Regions from separate parts of the Rattus norvegicus genome. Here region 1 is linked to region 2. The links are chromatin contacts, called in public Hi-C maps. All regions are on one chromosome and are shown on one strand. Each heading gives the region's core, a stretch centred on a gene start, on an enhancer-like site or on the middle of the called end of the contact. The rest is flanking DNA. Distances are from core to core; before and after follow the strand shown.

The links. A called contact is a pair of places that touch in the nucleus more often than the background predicts.
Region 1: a contact with region 2 is called in a Hi-C map of the A7r5 cell line, with 2.1 times the contacts expected there. The contact joins the promoter of Il6r here to the enhancer-like site in region 2. A contact is called at or near these places in 7 of 12 Hi-C or Micro-C datasets (the A7r5 cell line, Schwann cells, frontal cortex and 3 more).

The regions. Positions count from the first base shown.
Region 1 is chr2:177,641,461-177,646,878 of GRCr8, forward strand. Il6r (interleukin 6 receptor) reads right to left here and starts at 3,749. Exons shown (of 10, transcript NM_017020.3): 1 at 3,646-3,749. The coding sequence starts at 3,730.
Region 2 is chr2:177,587,710-177,592,818 of GRCr8, forward strand. It overlaps a transcript of Il6r not described here. Among named protein-coding and RNA genes, the nearest start is that of She, 31 kb to the left of the region's middle. Within about 2 kb of position 3,787, at least 21 of the 93 cell types and tissues checked have an H3K27ac peak or open chromatin away from gene starts, as enhancers often do. A contact at or near this core is called in the A7r5 cell line, where this site is marked.

The DNA.
Region 1 (5,418 bases), core at 2,499-4,998, 54 kb after region 2:
CCCGGCACCGAGGGCATGTGCCACCTCACACAGCTTTTTCTTATTACATTTATTTGTTCGTTTCTGTGCATACACTAGCCATAGTACTTATGTGGAGACCAGAGAAACAACAACCCTTGAGAGGTAATCCTACCATCCGGGTCCCTAAATCATCAGGCAAATGCCTTTCTTGACCTGCTGACCCATCTCACCTGCCCATTTTACTTTTTCTATTAATTTAAGTTTTAATAGCTACCAACCATCACTGGCTCATCTGAGATAGCGCTAGCCCTGGTGACTGAGTTTGTGACACTCAGGCGGGCAGGGAGAGACGAAAGGCTTGCTGAGGGAGGGAACATCTGTTTGCAGCTCGGAAGTTACTTTGTTTACATAACCCAGCTAGGGCTGTACTTGCACTTGTGCCCACACAGTCTGACGCCAGCCAGATGAGGTAGAGAACAGGCAAGCTCCTGTTGCCTTGGGGTCCCAATCAGAATGGTTCCTCTGTCTAGCCGCCTCTCGAGACAGTTTGCCCCTGGAGAGTTGGTACCCAGTGTCAAGTCAGAGAGACTGAACTGGCTCTGTCCTCGGGATTTGCTTTTGGCCACATTCAGGATCCTTTTAGGGTGGAGTGTGCATGATGGATCCCACTTGGTCCCCAAGGGCTTTATGGGGAATCCATAAATATGTGTTGCAACGAATAAACAAGGGGCAGAGCCAAGGCGGGGAGAGGCTTCTGGTAACAGGGAGCCTGGTAAAGGAAGAAGGTCTTTTACTCAGTTCTTTTGACTGACCATTTAGGCAGATGTCCTCAAACTAAGCAGTGCCCAGGGATCACAAGGAACAATTTTGTTTTTGAAAGTGTAGACCTCACTCTCTGCTCTTCTGATGCAGGTTTAATAAATGACCAGGGGTCAAGAATTGTCATTTTTGGTTGGGCACTGTGGCCTTTGATCCCAGCAATCAGGAGGCAAAGACAGACAGACCTCTGAGTTCAAGGCCAACCTGGTCTACAGAGTGAGTTCCAGGACAGGTAGGGTTACCCAGAGAAACCCTGTCTCAAAACACAAAACAAAACAAAACCCTAATGTTTTAAAAATTGTGATTCTTACAAGGATCTAGCCTTCCTAGCTGAAATCTGACGCTAGATAAAAACTTACCCTTCAGAAAAATACTGATTCAGGGTTGGGGATTTAGCTCAGTGGTAGAGCGCTTGCCTAGCAAGCGCAAGGCCCTGAAGCGCAAGGCCCTGGGTTCAGTCCCCAGCTCCGATAAAAAGAAAAAAAAAGAAAAATACTGATTCAGGGTGAGGCTAGGAATGCAGGCAGGTTTTGTAGACAGAGAAGTTGCCCCAAAGGAAGTTCAGAAGCTGAGAGATTTAGCTACTTAGGCGTCTTTGATGCTGCATGTTTTCTCTTGCCTTGCAGAAAGGAAGGGGAACTGAGGCCGCCCATGCCCAGCCTGTCCTCAGTCAACAGCGCCTAGAAAGTTTGACCTAGCAGAAGTCTCAGTCTCGGCTGGTCCAGAACCCTAGATGGAAGACACAGAGGGGTCCTAGAAGGCCCTGGAGGAGCAAACTGTAAAGATCCCACCTATTGGTGCTGGAAAGATAGCTCCGCAGTTAAGAGCACTGATTGTTCTTCCCAGGTTCAATCATTCCCTGCACCACATTGCAGCTCACAACTGTAACTCCAGTTCCAAGGGATCTTGCCCCTCACACAGACATGAATACATGGAGGCAAAACCACCAAGGATGATGGATGGAGGTGTGTGAGTGTGTGTGTGTGAGTATGTGTGTGTGTCTGTGTGCGCGCCTGTGTGTGTGCGCTGAGCTATCTCGCCTACCCATATATCTATGTATATCTCCCACCCATGGGTTTCCCCTGGGAGCCATCTCCAGCTGGCCTCACTTCTCTAAAGTCAAACATCTCACAGTCATTTGCTCCACACTTCCTGTTTGATGCTTGTTTCTTGATTGTTACTCTCCAGTTTGTAACTGTGCAAGTGTGGGTGTGGGAGATGGGTCGGGGACTTCTACTTCTCTGCCTTTTCCTTCAGAGCTGGGAGGGCTTTCACTTCCTCCCCAGACTCCCAGTTCTGCCTTCTAAATGCTGTTTGGGTCAGAAGACCCCACCCCCTCCTGTCCTTGGGTGTCCTTTCTGAGCCACAGGAAAACAGAACTCGCTGTCTCCAAAGTGCCTTGCAGCTCCTGAGGAACAATGGGAAGTGGTGGTGGGGCGCTCGCTCGCTCGGGGCTGTGCTGTGAGTAGTAACTGAGACAGACAGAGAGGCCCTCCCGAGATGGAGGAGATGGATGAGAAGGCCTCAGTCCTGCCTGGCACCATGAAGGGCTAAGTGAGGACCTTCTCTTTCATCAGTGCCTTCTGCCCCAGAATCCCACCAGATGAGAATGATGCTCTCAGCTCTGCCCACCGGGGATCTACCTACCACAGAGGAACACTGAGACACGGAGGGCTAGGGCTCCAGCACCTGGGCCTGACAGCTTCCCAATACACCTTTCTTGATCTCAGGCCGCCCGCAAAGTTTTATGTCAAGCCAGTAGAGGATTAAATATATGTGTAAAATACAGGGTGGTGGTTAATACCTGAAGTCCCAGCACTCGAGAGATAGAGGCAGAAGAGGCGTAAGTTTGAGGCCAGTCTGGGCTATGTGAGACCCTGTCAAGAAAAGAAAGAAAGAAAATATATGCAGGGGTACCAAGCCAAACTTAAGTGATTCTGCCTTCCAGGCAGAAAGAAAGCCTGTCAGTCACTGACTGTCTCTACCACCAGCACCATCGTGGACAACTCTCCCCGGTGTCCTTTGGCGCTCTCTCTCTATCCAGTCGAATAAGTCCTCGGTGCCTAAAATAACCTGCAGAGAAGCAGTTTCCCAGTTCCTCCAGAAGAGACCAGGAAAGCTGCTGGGCCTGAAGCCAGAGCCCACAGAGAGGCCTAGACCCACAAGGCAGAGTGCAGTGAAGGCAAACACAGTGCCCCTACCCTCTCTCTGCCTGGTCCACCTGCTAACCAGGGAGGGCTGGAGCAGGGGCGGTGGCACAGTTCTAAGAGGTCCCACATCCTTTGCTATCAAACTCACAGGACTGGGGTGGCATGGGTGTCGGCAATCTGCATGCTGGGGCTAGTTGGCTAAAGGTGTAAGTATGTGAGGTGGGAACACCAGTGACTCAGAGCCCATGATGTCAGTCAGACCCTTCACCGTCAGGTCACTGTCATTACACACATAACAAGTAGTAGAACTAAGGAGAGCCACGCGAGGTGCCACCACTAAAGCAAAAAGAGCCAGTGGCACACAGCAATCTTCAGAAGGGACTACTACCCCACTAGGGCGCGCCTTCTGGGTATCTCTTTTTGGAGCGACCCAGGATGCAGTTGAGTAAGACTTGTGGGAACACTGGGAACCAGACACCAGAGTCAGGTTCCAGGAAAACACACTGTCCTGTACCCAGACTTTAGGTAACTGCCCAGACACACACAGGAGCACGCAGCGAAAGGCGCTAGACGCAACAGGGGGCGCACGAAGCTCCACCGACCGCGTCAGCACAGGTGGGTCAGCCCCAGGCTGGCACACGGTACCGACGGGGTTCACTCTGCCGACGGAACCAGACAGTGTCACATTCCCCACGCCCGCTCCGGCTCCTCTTACCCAGCGCGCGGCAGCTCCCAAGGACCAGCGCGACTGCGGGCGCGGCCAGCAGGGCGACCAGCAGGGTGCAGCCGACGGCCAGCATGGTTCCTTCTACGTGGGGCGGCGGGCGGCGGAGAAGCTCCGCAGCCGGGGCCGGGCGGCCGGCAGATTGGAGTCGCGACAGCAGCCGCCGTCCGCTTCGGGCTCCACACTCAGCTCGCACTGCGAGCGCTCGCCCCGGCGTGGCTCAGTTCTGTGTCGGCGTGACTTCCCACTTGCACGTGACGCACAGCAGCGGGCAGTCCTGGCAACAGCGAAACATTTGAGGAACCGGTGCTGAAGCTCCTCTTGGCAGCCCCGGCTCGCAGTTACGAAAGCCCAGTAGGATGGCGCAATCACCCAGGGCTCCGTGGGGGTTACTTCTTGCAACCGCGCCACACCTGAGCCTCCAGGGACTCCCACCAAGGTCCCGCCCCAGGTTTTGACGCTGAGATAAGGGGAATTAGCCCCCTCCTTTCCTCCCTCTGCGCCCCCGTTTGGGTTTTGCTTTCATAAGCCCCAGCCAGTGGCTCTAGTTGTTAAAGTAGAGAGCGGGGCAGTGTCCCGGGAGCTTACAGGAATCAAACAGGGAATCTGAAATCTGCTGCGACCCCAGAGATTGTGATTTAATTGATCTGAGGGAAAACTTAGGCATCCAAAAAACTGAGAAAAAGATTTGCTCTCACCTTCCAGCGGAGGAGCAGCTCTTTGAAGCCTGCTGCAGAGGCAACGAAACCAGTGTGCGCTTTTGAGACTGACACAGAGACACATGAGTCACATCCTCAAGATTACTATTCTGGATCCGGGAATCTCAGTTTTCTCACCTATTAGAGATTTACTTTTAAGCCCATTATGAAGATTCCTGGAAACACTATCTAAGTATGTGGACCCCAAGTACTCAATGAGGAGTCTGGCCTTGACTACCCACGTGACTTGACTGCTTGCCATTTACCAGAGCCCACCACGGTTCCCTTCCACGCCACAGAGCTTGAAGCTACGGGGCATCTTCCCATGCAAAGGCGGAGGGAAAGAAACGCACTGAAAATAAAATTTAGACGAGGGGCCCTGGACCTACACCAGTATGTTATAATGTACTCTTCCATTTTGGGCTTTAGACTGATTAGAGTCCATGGGGCAACTGGAAGGGGTGCGTTCTGGCTGAACCCCTAAATAAGACATGACTTTATCTAAGCAACAATGTTCAACATGCAGACCTCAGACCTACGCATCCAACGCTTTCTGTGTAAACCACCCATAAGCAATGGCAGAACCAAACCTCTACCCAGGACAGTGGACTGGTTTTGATGGCTGTCATGCCTATAGACAGAAAGAAAGGCATGGTTGTCCCCCTCTCCCTGTGCTGATGCAGGCACTTGGGAAGCAGAAGCGCGGGTGGATAACAGTGAGTCTGAGGGTCCTGTCTAAAAAAAAAAAAAAAAAGAAATACATAATTTTTTCTCCTGCTCTTTAAAACGGGATTGCAGTTACACGCCTGTAATCCCAACACTCTGGAGGCCAAGGCAGGAAAGAGGCAAGCATTGTGGAACTTGCCCTATCTCAAAAATAAAATTAATTTCCAACAGACTCCCATGTGGTGCCTCCTTCCTTTCTGTGGTAAATGGAGACCTGAAAATAATTTCAGAGAGACAAATTGCTGGCCTGAAACAGGAAGGCTACAGAGGGCTGCCAGCTCAGATAGAGGTCAATAAAGGCATGTTGAAGGCAAGAGCAGGCGTCTCAGACATGACCTGG
Region 2 (5,109 bases), core at 2,537-5,036:
TGTAGGCCAAGCTTCTTCAAATGTAAGGTCCCCCTGCCTCTACCTTCCTAGTCCTGGGATTGCTGGTGTGTGCCACCATGCCTGGCCATGCGTGATTTTTAATTGCCACACCTCTACTTCCCTTCCAGGTCATACACTCAGCCTACGGAACCCTTCACATCTGAAGAACAGGATCAGGAAGGTGAAGTCCTGGAGAGAAACTCAGGTTTAGGCGCACTGGCTGCTCTTGCAGAATTCCCTTCCAAGCATGTACTTGGCTCACAGCTATCTGGAACTGCAGTTCCAACAGGAGCCTACACATCTCCAGGCTCTGTGGTCATACATTCAAGCAAACACTCATACACGTAAAATAAGAATACATACATAGTTTAAAAAACACCTCTAAGGGGTTGGGGATTTAGCTCAGTGGTAGAGCGCTTGCCTAGCAAGCGCAAGGCCCTGGGTTCGGTCCCCAGCTCCGAAAAAAAAAAAAAGAACCAAAAAAAAAAACAAAAAAAAAAACAAAAACACTTCTATTCTCCCATATTTTAGGTGGCGAGCCTAACCTTTAACAGCTGAGCCCTCTCTCCAGCCCACCCTACTCTGTCTCTAACAATGGCAGTGTATCAGGCCAACTGGAGATAGAGGTTTGCAGTGCCCAGTACAGAGTTCTCTCCCAGAGCCCCTGAGGTCTGAGCTCTCCAGTAAACCTGGGCCAAAGGCTCTCTACATGCCCTTGAGGCAGCCATCACAAGAGAGAGAATGAATGGCTTAGAAAGAGGAGAGGCAGCCCCTGCCTATAATTTTGCTCGCCATTAATATGAAATGGGCACAGGCCCTCTGTCCCGGCTCAGCCACACCTCTGGACTGCATCCCAGTGGGCGTGGGGCAAAGGAAATGGACACAGGGAGGACTCCACCTCCAGGACAAAGCTGGGCTGAGGCTGACAGGTGGCCTCCTGGCTCCAGGCAGCCTTCCCCCTATCCAAGGAGCCCCTCCCCATCCTGGGCCACCCTGGGCCCAGACAGTTGTGAAATCCCACAGGCTGCTGAAGCCCTGACAGTCAGTGTAGGGTTACACTGAGGAGCTCTGCTCTGAGGCTGGACGAGTCGTTTCCAGTTTCTTTACCCACACTGTGAGTCACACTGAGGTCACCACTGACTCAAAATGCTTCCTCCATGACTTTTCAGTGATTCAGTTTGCCTTCTGATACATGTGCACAAATGAATAGGACTACTAATTTGAAATAATTACATTAAAAAGATGCATTACCACATTTGCAGATTAATCCAGTTGACTTGTCAAAGAATGAACTGGTGTGGTAGACAAGAAGAAGCATCTACTGAGAACTAAGAGCCTGCTCTACATAACAAGTTCCAGGCCAGTCTGGGCCACATGATGAAAACCTATCTCAGAAAAGTATAAATAGGGGCTGGAGAAATGGCCCAGTGCTTAGGAGCACTGACTGCTCTTCTAGAGGTCCTGAGTTCAAATCCCAGCAACCACATGGTGGCTCACAACCATCTGTAATGGGATCTGATGCCCTCTTCTGCTGTGTGTAAAGACAGCTACAGCATACTTATATATAATAAATAAATCTTTTTTATTTAAGTATAAATAAGTAAGAGAGAGATAACAAAGATGTATTCATTTTGGATTATCTTTTTTATTTTTTTTTATTTTTTTTTTATTTTTTTTTTCCGGAACTGGGGACCAAACCCAGGGTCTTGTGCTTGCTAGTCAAGCGCTCTACCACTGAGCTAAATCCCCAACCCCATTTTGGATTATTTTAAACTGAGTTTCCAACTAAAACATGGCTTCTACAACCTTTGTCTTTTAAAAACAGAGCATCAAGCTTTATTAGAGGGTAGTGCGAGCCACTTCATACCTACCAGCGCCTCCAGGACCACTGTCTTTGGGAGACTGACTATAGCCACTTTGTTCCCTTGCTGGGTCCTTTGGTTGGTCAGTTTTTAGAAACAAAGAGGGCTTTACATTTGCATGTCCTTGGGCAGGGCCCACACTTGTTCTCTCTGTGCTGTTTCAATTTTAGTGTATGTGCTGCCCAAGTGACTGTTAAACACTGAGTCTGGCTACGTTGCCCAAATACTCCTGGGTTCAAGTAATCTTTTAGCATCAGCCTTCCAAGGAGCTGGAACCACAAGTACGTACTGGCCTTCATAGACAACTGTTCTGAGACAGTTCAGCCTATTAAAAATAGAGGGAGGCGGGGCACAGTGCACTCACCTCTAATCCCTGCACTTGAGAGGCCAAGACTGGTGGATCTCTGTGAGTTCAAGGCCAGCCTGGTCTACAGAGGGAGTCTCTACACAGTTGGGGCTACATAATAGAAGATCCTCCTCAAGAAACCAAAAAGTGAGGGGTTGGGGATTTAGCTCAGTGGTAGAGCGCTTGCCTAGGAAGCGCAAGGCCCTGGGTTCGGTCCCCAGCTCCGAAAAAAAAAAAAAAAAAAAGAACCAAAAAAATAAAATAAATAAAAAAAAAAAAGAAACCAAAAAGTGGAACAAAGAAAGAGAGAGACGAGATTATAGCTTCTTAATGAAGTTTCCTTTCATTATAGAAACCATGCTCATGGAAAATGTTGCCATGTAATACACATAGAGGAAAAGAGAAAGCACGGGCCCACCTTGACTTCACAGATGTTGTTCTCAGGCTATTTTGCTGGAGGTAGCTCAGGTCTGAGGCCGCTGTCCCCATGAAGAGCCACCAGTCCCTGTACTGCTGCCAGAAACAGCCTAGCTAGGGTAGTGCCCCACCCAACTCCCAGGAGTAAATAAGAGAAGGAAGTAAGAACAGGAAATAAGGGGTTCAAGGCCACTCTCTACTTCAGAGAAAACTGGATACCTGAGATTCTTATCTCAATGAGAGAAGAGGAAGAGGAGGAGGAGGAGGAAGAAAAGGAAGAGGAGGAGAAGGAGGAGGAAGAAAAGGAAGAGGAGGAGAAGGAGGAGGAGGTAGAGGAGGAGAAGGGGAAGGAAGAGGAGAAGGAGGAGGAGTTGGAGGAGGATGAGGTGGAGGAGGAAAAGGAGGAGGAGAAAGAGAAGGAAGAGGAAGAAGAGGAAGAGGAAGAAAAGGAAGAGGAGGGGGAGGAGGTGGTGGAGGAGGAAAAGGAGGAGGGAAAGAGGAGGAAGAGGAAGAAGAGGAGGAAGAGGAAGAGGAGGAAAAGGAGGAAGGAGGAGGAGAAGGAGGAAGAGAAGGAGGAGAAGGAGGAGAAGGAGGAAGAGGAGAAGGAGGAGAAGGAGGAAAAGGAGAAGGAGGAGGAGGAGGAGAAGAAGGAGGAAAAGAAAGAGAGAGAGAGAGAGAGAAAGAGAAAGAGAGAAGTATTAGGGATCTTGCTTTGGTTTTTTTGTCATTGCTGTGGAAGCTCCAGAAAATCTCATATTATAGTTTGGTTGAGACACAGCAGAGCAGAGACTAGAGAGAGCTCTCTCTAGCTACTCTTCCAAGGCTCTCCCAGCACCCTGAGGCAGCTCGCAACCATTTACAATTAAATCCAACACCCTCTTCTGGTGTACAGACACATCTTCAGTCAAAGCACCCATATATATAACATACATCAATAAATCTTTAAAAAGAAAGAAGGAAGGAAGAAGGAAAGAGACAGACAAGAGACAGACAGACAGTGGAGCAAGGCTGGCTGTGTTGGCATACACCTTTAATCCCAGCAGTTGGGAAGCAGAGATAGGCGGGACTCTGTGAGTTCATGAACCTGGTCTACAGAGTGAGTTCCAGGACAGCCAGGGCTCTGACTCAAAACGCGCAGGAAAGCTGGAGATTCTGTCAGCTGCCAGGAGGAGGAAGCCCTGCCCTTTGAGTTTGGTTTGGTGGCCAAGAACCAATAAGAAAGCCCAGAGTGTCTCAGAGCTATATTTAGACTTTAGTTAAAATCCAAGCAAGAGATGGGAAAATAAAGGAAAGTCATGCTTAGTTCCAGGCTGCAAGTCAGAGTTCAGAGGACATCTGGGTCCTAGGCCAGAAGATGGCGCCAGGGGAAGTTGACTAGAAGTGGAAATAGGAATGTTATTCACAGGGGACTGGGGGAGTCCTGAGAATACAAGTGGACTCAGGAGCTGAGAAGACAAGCCCCTAAAGCCAAGAGTTTGTTTCTCTCATAACAGACTGGTGTAACTCCCACACGGGGCAGGCTGAGAGGGGAGAACTGTGAACTGCAGGCCAGCCTGGGCTACATAGCAAGACTCTGTCCAGAAAAAAATAATAAAACGAAACAAAAGTCTCTTAGGGAGTGCTCCGTCTGCTTTCATCTCATGAGATCTAAAGGAACCCAAGTTTATAAATCCCCTGTGCGACACACCCACAGGAAGCCGTGGTGAAGACTCTTCCCCTTAAGTAAAGACCTTCTCAGTAAGGTGCTTCAAGTAACTGAGAGATATTTCTCAGAAACGGCTGTGATTTTATTCCAAGCGCTCCACGTAAACATTTCCGAGATTTCTGGGTTTTCCATTGACTTTAACCTTCTGGAAGAGTGGCTGGTTCTCTTAACCACTGAGCCCTCTTTCCAGTCCAAGATTTTAACACATTTTATTTTATTTTATTTTATTTTATTTTATTTTATTTTATTTTATTTTATTTGTGTGGCCCAAAGAGGCCAGCAGAGCTGGGAATGGAACTTAAGAGAAATAATTAGAAATTTCCAGAAACAAAACTTTGTCTTCTGCTGCTTGTGTAAGGTCCAACTCAGACTCTCGGGTTGGGCTCTTAGGGTGTTTGCCTTTCCATACCGCCATGTGACAGAGCCCTGAGATCCAGGACAGAATTGGAGGGATTTTTAAAGGCCCATTAAAGTGTATACAAAATAAGCAGCAAAGTCTCACATCAAGTCCAGGAGTGAAAGGGAAGCCCCTGGTTCAGTTTAAGGAACTGGCCAGGGCAGCGGTGGTGCACACCACACTGCAGAGGCAGAGGCAGAGGCAGAGGAGGCAGAGGCGGAGGCCGAAGCAGAGGAGGCAGAGGCGGAGGCAGAGGCGGAGGCAGAGGCGGAGGCAGAGGCGGAGGCAGAGGCAGAGGCAGAGGCAGAGGCAGAGGCAGAGGCAGAGGCAGAGAGGCAGAGAGGCAGAGAGGCAGAGAGGCAGAGAGGCAGAGGCAGAGGCA